Linked DNA regions of Columba livia: region 1 is linked to region 2. The links are chromatin contacts, called in public Hi-C maps. All regions are on one chromosome and are shown on one strand. Each heading gives the region's core, a stretch centred on a gene start, on an enhancer-like site or on the middle of the called end of the contact. The rest is flanking DNA. Distances are from core to core; before and after follow the strand shown. Region 1 overlaps MIPEP (mitochondrial intermediate peptidase). Region 2 has its middle 11 kb from the start of SACS.

Region 1 (4,022 bases), core at 1,391-3,890, 180 kb before region 2:
TTGCTTTCTACATTTCCTACAGTGTCTGCTTTCCCTGGCAGTGTATCTTTGCAATTTTTTATTTATTCAGGCACCAAGTCTGGCAGCTGGATCAGTGGGAAGAATCTCCTGAGCCTGTGTAGGGCCTCCCTGATTATAGCGCAGGACTGGGGCCCAACCTTTTTCTCCCTCTGGGTTTGGCAGGAGTATTTTTTTCTGGCAGGTACACATGCATCTACAAGACAGGGAAGGAAAATTAGTTTTCATCTCAATCATCTGCAGCAGTATTTCGCTAAAAACCAAGGGCTTACGTCTTCCACTGTCCTGTTTTCTGTATAGTGTTCTGTCTTTGGGAAATGTGTTTAGTCTGGCAGTGTCTTAACAATGCTCTACATTCATTCTGCCCATATTGTAGGTATTTAACAGGGCAGTGAATACTGGGTAATCGGCCCTGAAAAGGGAAACTCTCTTCTCTACTGCAGAGTGTCAGTGGCTGTGCTTTATGACTGAAACGAAGCAGGAATCACAGTATTCATACAGCAACCAGACGACAGAAATACACCTTGTCATGTCTGTGCCTTAAATGTGGTCTGTTTATCTCTTGTTATCTATGTAAATGTGAATCCACTGCCCTTTATCTTGTAATTGTATTTACCTCTCTTTGGCCACATCCTTTCTCGAATGCCCCTTGGATGCTATAGTATGTTCATTGGAATGCTCTTGTAACTGGAAGATGAGAATCATATCTGTCACAAAGCTTTATAGTGGCAGGAGTTTGACTTCTGGCTGTTTGTTGTTACTGTCCTTCTAACTGAGCCAATTATCTTATAGTATTAAATTGTGTCTCTAGAGGAAAAGTGATGTTATTTTCCTTTTTTTTCCTTGAAAATAATTTTTACTTTTTTTTTTTTTAACTTTTATCATGTTACATTTTATTTATTTATAAAATAAATTAATTATCTAATTTATTTTTTACGTATTGTATCCTTTTTTATTTTGTGTTTTTGCATCATGGAAAGACAAAATATGTTTTCAAACAAGAAATGTCATGCATTTCTCCCATTCTTACTATTCTTTGTTTAATAGATTATTTATTTTGTTCTTCAAGGGATTCTCTTTTTGGGAAGAAATTTACTTTTAGCTTTATGTCTTCTGCAGAAATGCCATAGTCATATTTGTAGTGGTGCTGTGTGCAGCACGTGGCTTACACTTTTTTCTGTTGTGTTTTGGGGCTCAGGACCAGTTTGTGTGGTGGATGTCTATATTGCTAGGAGGTTTTTTTTCTGCTTAGTAAAATGTTTTTGTTGAAAGGGAAGCAGATGTATGCTTTTGAGTATTGCTTTTGCACTAGCATTGTCACCATGGCTCCAGCTGCTGTACAGAACCATAGTTTCCGAGGTACTGTCAGGCGCGTAAGATGCAAATTGTCATTACAAACCTACATATAAAGCAAGGGACTACAGGGGTTTAGTTCTTGATGAAGTAACTTAGCAATGTTCTAGTATGGGACAGTGTCTATGTCTGTTGAAAAAGGTTTCCTGATTCCTGTTTTGGTCTGTGTGAGCGTGTTTTCAAACAGAAATGTTGTGAGCAAATGTTGGACAATGTGATCCTGCTGTCATCTTTTACCTCCTCTTTTTAAACAGCTACATCAGTTTATCTCAAATGACACTGATATTCATGACATATTTTAATGTGTCTATTTTATATCTATATGCTGTATAGGTCAAATGTATTTATATATTTTTTTATTCTAAATATGTATTTATTCAGTATTAGAACAGGACTAAGGAAACAAATCCTTTGTTAGATTCCTCATAATTAGTTCTAAGAGCTGGATATTTACTTCTGAAGAATGTAGGATATTCACATGCATTTGAACTTGAATTTTAATGACACTTGCTGTCATACCAGGTTGCCTTTATTTTCACTCTGCTTCTACAGTTGTTACTGACCATCTCTGCTGTTCTGCAAGTTGAACAGCAGGAGGAGCTCCAGACTTAATTCACAGGGTATGTTTTTCCCTATGAACCGCAGTAATTTTGTTTCTGTCAGCTTTCACCAAGTTTTTCCTTGGAAACTTGATCCTACTTCAAAAGCATAAGCCTCCCATTGATGGTAACAGGATAGTTTACTTCTTTTTTCTTTTTCTTTTTTTTTTTTTGTTAAATTATCTTAAGTAGCCTCTCTGGCTTTAAACCCACACTTATGACAGTGTAATGTTTTTGTAGCTAAGTTTGAGTGGTAGAGAAAACAGACGTCAGTGTAAATGCACATTTAAGAGAAACTGGAGACAGAAGTCTGAAATTCATGGTAGTACTGTCTTAAAAGAAGATAGAGTAATTAGAAGAACCGCAAGAATTTTGGCAGGCTAGGGTCATAAAACAGTCAATGCTAGAACATGCTTCAGCCTTTAACAAGTAAGAAAGTGTCTCATATGTATATTATAAAAATAATACTGCTGAGTTTTTAGTGTAGGCAAGTAACATAGTATTAATTAAATCCTATTATGTCTCAGTAAGTGCAGCTGCAGTTATGCAGCTTGCAAAGGTGTTGTAGCCTTGCTGAAAAAATCTGGAAGAGACCTTTTGAGGTCAGCTATTTACTGTGAAGGTGGATTGACTGTGCTTAGGCCACTTCTGACAGAGACACAGAGCTTTATTGACAATGGTCAGTGGTGAGCTCAGTGTGTTTGGTGTTGACTCCTGTTTCCCAAACTTTTGGTGCTTACCAGGCTGGGCTGTTTTCACTGGTTATGATCTACTGTTGGGATTTTTGCCAAAATGTCAAAGACTCTATTCAGCTTGCAGCTGGGATGTTCTCACAGGGTATTGCGCTCTGTGCTGGTCTGTCTTCTTGGGACTGCAGAAATAAATAAGACTGGCCATGGAGATGAACAAATCAATGCCAAAATAAACCAATTTCCTGCTGTGTAGGAAAAAGAAGCCACCACAGCAGCTTTAGGTGTTTTGGATCTTGGGGTGACCATCTGATCAGAAATTAGGAATAACTCATCTCCCTTCTTGCTGGGACTATACATGGGCTGCCAGCTTCAGGGTGAGGGGGCAGCACTTTTGTCCGAGGGCTAGGGACAGTACTGAGGGACCTAAACATGACTCTGGATGTTTCTAAAGTTGCTAAGAGCTGCGACTAATGTGGAGATTTGCAAGTTACTTGTAAACAAACTTGTTTATGGCTGCTTTTTGTTACATTATTTTTAGTTTTACGAAAGAGTGCTCTGTGTTGGAAACAGCCCATGGAAAAATAACTCAGACCCTTTGTGGAATATGTGAGAAAACTGTCACTCTGTTTGAATTGAAAGCTGAAGTGAAACAATAGTGCAAAGTTTAAAAAGAACCAGAAAATCATTCAACCAAAGTGCTCATAGAGAAGAACTTTCTGTAACTGTTTATAAAGAAGGGAAGGTATGCTTTCTATTAAATCAGCTAATGGATGTGCAAAAAGTCCATTTAATTTACCAGTCACTAAGCTAGTGGACTAAGCTTTTTGGAGGAAAACCTGAAAGTTATTGAAAAGTCTTGATGTGAAGCAGAATTCAGGTTTCATGAATTATTTCTTTGTTCAAAACATTGTGGAAGGACAAAGAAATTCTTGATGATTTGAAAACAAAGTCAAATCTGAAAGTTGCGTACAGTGTCAATACCGAACCGATATTCTGAATTACCCCCTGACCTCCTCCAAAATATTCCATGAAGTACAATTAACAGAAAGAAAAAAGGAATGTGAGATACAGGTGCTAGTTTACAGTTGATGAGAGTACAAAGGCTTTCTATTATTATTATTATTATTTTTAAGAAATCCAGAGTCTTCTATAAATCATGGTTAAGAGTCTCCCTTCAGGTAAAGAATTAAATTTCATAGTCTGGCATGTAATGAAAATTGGAAGGGATTTTCCTTGTCTTGATCTCTTTAAGTTAACCTGAGGGGTTCATCTCACTTTTATCTTCCAGTAACAAGATTTTTTCAAGTTTCTTTGAAAGTTTTAAGAGAATCTGTTTTAGATAGTTAATTTAGTGTTCTAT
Region 2 (3,749 bases), core at 921-3,420:
TTTTTCTCTAATCTCTGCAATAGCCCTTTTTAAGTTTCTATTTCCTATAAGTGGAATTTAATGTGTGTACAAATACACACGTACACAAATATTTTTCCTGTCTCTGATACTGAAACAAAAAGCCAGTGCCATAATTAAAGGCACTACTGTAAGGCATTGAGCTGGCACTTCATACAAATTATAATTTACTGTGTGATTGAGGTCTAACACGAGTCCCTGCAACCGGCATGCTGTTGCCCTTTGGGAAGGGCACTCCTCACCCACTCCTCCGTGGTGACAGTTACGTGACAAACACTACTCCTGGCTCACCACATGGTAGTTTTGCAGTGATGGCTGCAGTCCAAATGCCTGATATACTTAGCATCAGAAAGTAATTCAAATTATTTTTGTTCATGTCTTTGGTCTGGAAATGTATTCCCCTCTTCAGTCACTCTTTAATGACAGGATAACATTTTTCCCTTCTAATCAGTCACTTAGAAGGTTACTTCATTTCCCCCCCAGGTCATCCAGTGGTAAATCATAAGCGTTTATGATTAGCTGCATGCAAATACATGTATTCTGCTTTGTGTATTGCAGTACATTGCTGAGGTATGTTACTGAGGCATCATACATTCATACTTGAGCTAATTCAGCAGTTTCACTTGGTAACAGTGCTATATACTTAGAGACCATTTTCCATCTGGGAATTAAGCAAGATTTTTAGGAAGCTTAGGAAAACAAACATGTAAGTCTACTGGACTGTATTCTTACAATATCCTAATCAAAAGTCACTTTCAGAATTTTGGAGACTGTAAGTAAACCGGGCATTTTGTCGTGACAAAGCACTGCAGAAAGTTTTATGCAAGCTAAAGCTGTTGCCCTGGTACAGCAGTGATGTGAATTACCAGACTGAAGTTGTTTTGCCATAGGTTGAGGCTCAGTTTGGTGATGCGACAGGAGCCCAGATTCATCACTGCAGTTGGTGCAAACAGGCTTTAAGAGACTTGGGCTATACAGTCTCTCTACAGCTTTTATGTCTAAGTGGAGCTCACAGTAGGACCAGGCCCAAAATGACCTGCTTCTCACATTATGCAGTATCACTGCAGGCAAAGGAAGCTGAGGAACCAGATTTTCTGACACTACAAAGGGCACTGTTGTGTAAACACTCTGAGGGTATTGAAGGGAGAGGTCCAATCTTGTATGGTATTTTTACAGGTGCTTAATTTCAAACATAAGAATAACCATACTGATGTCAACGAATCGCTTATGAACTTAAACACATGCTTTGTTGGATTAAAGCTAGGACAGAGTTTTGCCCAATTTAGCCCCTGGTTCTTTCTAACTGTACAACTAGGCCAACCTGTTCCTCACCATTCCCTTCTGCAATAGTGATTAATGTGCAACCAGTTGGTCTCTCACACAACTTTCAATTTGAAAAAAAAAAAAATAGAAAAAGATGTGTGACAACCATTGAGATGCAGCACTCATCAAAACTAACAGGGTGGCTAATATGCTGCCACCTGCACCGTTCTTTCATGTTGATGAATATTGCACAGATACGTGTCACTTTCACTACCGTGAATCATTACTCATATTAACAATTTGGCTGAAGCACACCCAAGCCTGAAGTCATCTGGATGCCTACCAAAACACAGCTCAGAATATGCTGCAGCAAAAGCAAATGGCAAGTGCTGTGTGAAAAGAAGGTATAACAACGTCAATTTGCTCGGGTCTCTCATGGCACCCAGAAATCTACACTTCCATTATAATTTTAAAAGTAACTCTGGAGGGAACTGCCAGTAGTTGGTTTATTTGAAGTCTCATCAGAGACAGAATATTTTTGAGTTATTCCGAATATTTGGTCAATACCATTTTTTCTAGTTCTGGTTTCGTTATTATTTTTTAACTTACTACCTATTAAAAGAACAACATATCTAATGTCAGTCTTTGGGGTGATATAAATGCAACCATGAGACTATGAGACAGGAATTTGCAAATACCATCATTTAAAATACCTTCTTGTGTGAAGGAACTCCAAGCACAACCACACAGTATTGGAGACAAGCTGCGAGCAGACTCTGCTCTCTGCTGGATATTTTCCTGCAGCCTCTTCTTATTCCCAACGCAATTAATTGGGGGGCGGGAGGGAGCAGAAAAGTCAAGTCTCACATTTAAGGTGCTTAGCTTAATTTTAGACACCCAAGGGTCACTAAGTGTCTTGCTGAAGCTCCCCCCGGCCGCGGTGAGCGGTGGTGCCCAAACCGAAGCGCAGCCCTGCCCGGGTGCCCGCAGCCGCCGCGCCCCGCCCGGCCCGATCCCCACCGACGGGGCTGGGGGGACCTCTCGTGGTGGAAATCGGGGCAGCAACCCCGGTCCTGTTCTCCCTGACACCTAGAGCAGAACTCTGCTCACAGGTGAAGTCGAGTGGAAGTGAAAAAGTCAACACAAGTGAGAACTAACAACAAGAAATTAATACGGCGAACACTAATTGATGTCAGTGCTGGTTTAAACTTGGGTACCGGCCTATATTTTAAAAACATATTGCATAAAGAGTCATACTTTTCTGTCTCTGTCCAGACTGAACAAGCCCAGCTCCCCCAGTCTCTCCTCATAGGGCCAGTGCTTCAGCCCCCACCATCTTGGTGGCCTCTGCTGAACTCCATCCAGTTAGTCAATGTCTCTCCTGTATTCAGGGCCTCATATTTGGATGCAGTAATCTAGATGTAGTCTAATGAGTCCTGAGTAGAAAGGGATAATCACTTCTCTCGTTCTCTGGCTCTGGTCCTGTTCACGCAGCCCAAGATCCTGTTGGCCTTCATTACTGCCAGGGTCACTGCTGGCTCATGCCCATCTTGCTGCCCACCAATGCCCAGGGTCTTCTCCACAGAGCTGCCCCCAGCCAGGCAGAATCATCCTATGCAGTGCCAGTGGCTCTTTTTTTCTAGGAGCAGGATTTGCCTTTGTCCTTGAATTTCATAAGACTGGACCATTCCTGCAGCCTGTTTGGGTTCCTCTGAATTTCCTGCTCTCAAGTGTATTACTGATCTTCCCGGTCTGGTGTCATCTGCAAAATTTGATTAGAAATAGATCCGTGCATGCATTGATATGGCTATGTGATTTTGTCAGACCAACATGAGCTGTTTCCCTGCCCCAAGTGTTTATGTGACATCCAGCCTAAGTTAATAAACTTTGCCTCCCACTAGAGCTCAATAGCTTGGGATCAGGATTGTGCTAATCACAGCTAAATGGCTTTTGGTTCAGAGCACAGGACAAATGAGCTGTGTCTGCTTCAACATCTCATGTGAGTGTAATACCTAAGTCCACCAAAACACATGTTCCATTAACACTGGTGGAGCTCCTGAATGAGGAACTGGCAAGCCTGAAAGATGCTATATTGTGATAAAGTGGATCTGATTCCAGTAATGGTAAGCAAACTGAGAGTATGAATTAATCCAAAGTCACTTACAAGAACACTGTAGAGAAATCATACTCCTGAGGCCCCAGAGGAAGTCAGGACTTTGGAGGAGTCTGCCTTAGTTGATGAGGACTGGGTTAGGGAGCAATTAGGCAATCTGGACATCCATAAATCCATAGGTCCAGATGGGATGCACCCATGGGTGCTGAGGGAGCTGGCTGAGGTAATTGCTAGACCATTCTCCATCATCTTTGCCAAGTCTTGGGAAATGGGAGAGGTGCCTGAGGACTGGAAGAAAGCAAATGTCACTCCAGTCTTCAAAAAGGGCAAGAAGGAGAACCTGGGTAACTATAGA

The links. A called contact is a pair of places that touch in the nucleus more often than the background predicts.
Region 1: a Hi-C map of crop shows a contact between it and region 2, with 5 times the contacts expected there. The contact joins two enhancer-like sites. A contact is called at or near these places in 2 of 2 Hi-C or Micro-C datasets (crop and liver).

The regions. Positions count from the first base shown.
Region 1 is chr1:21,818,634-21,822,655 of bColLiv1.pat.W.v2, reverse strand. The region is part of intron 10 of MIPEP (mitochondrial intermediate peptidase); the gene reads left to right. Among named protein-coding and RNA genes, the nearest start is that of MIPEP, 19 kb to the left of the region's middle. Within about 2 kb of position 2,640, at least 1 of the 3 cell types and tissues checked has an H3K27ac peak away from gene starts, as active enhancers do.
Region 2 is chr1:21,634,527-21,638,275 of bColLiv1.pat.W.v2, reverse strand. No RefSeq gene overlaps it. Among named protein-coding and RNA genes, the nearest start is that of SACS, 11 kb to the right of the region's middle. Within about 2 kb of position 2,170, at least 3 of the 3 cell types and tissues checked have an H3K27ac peak away from gene starts, as active enhancers do.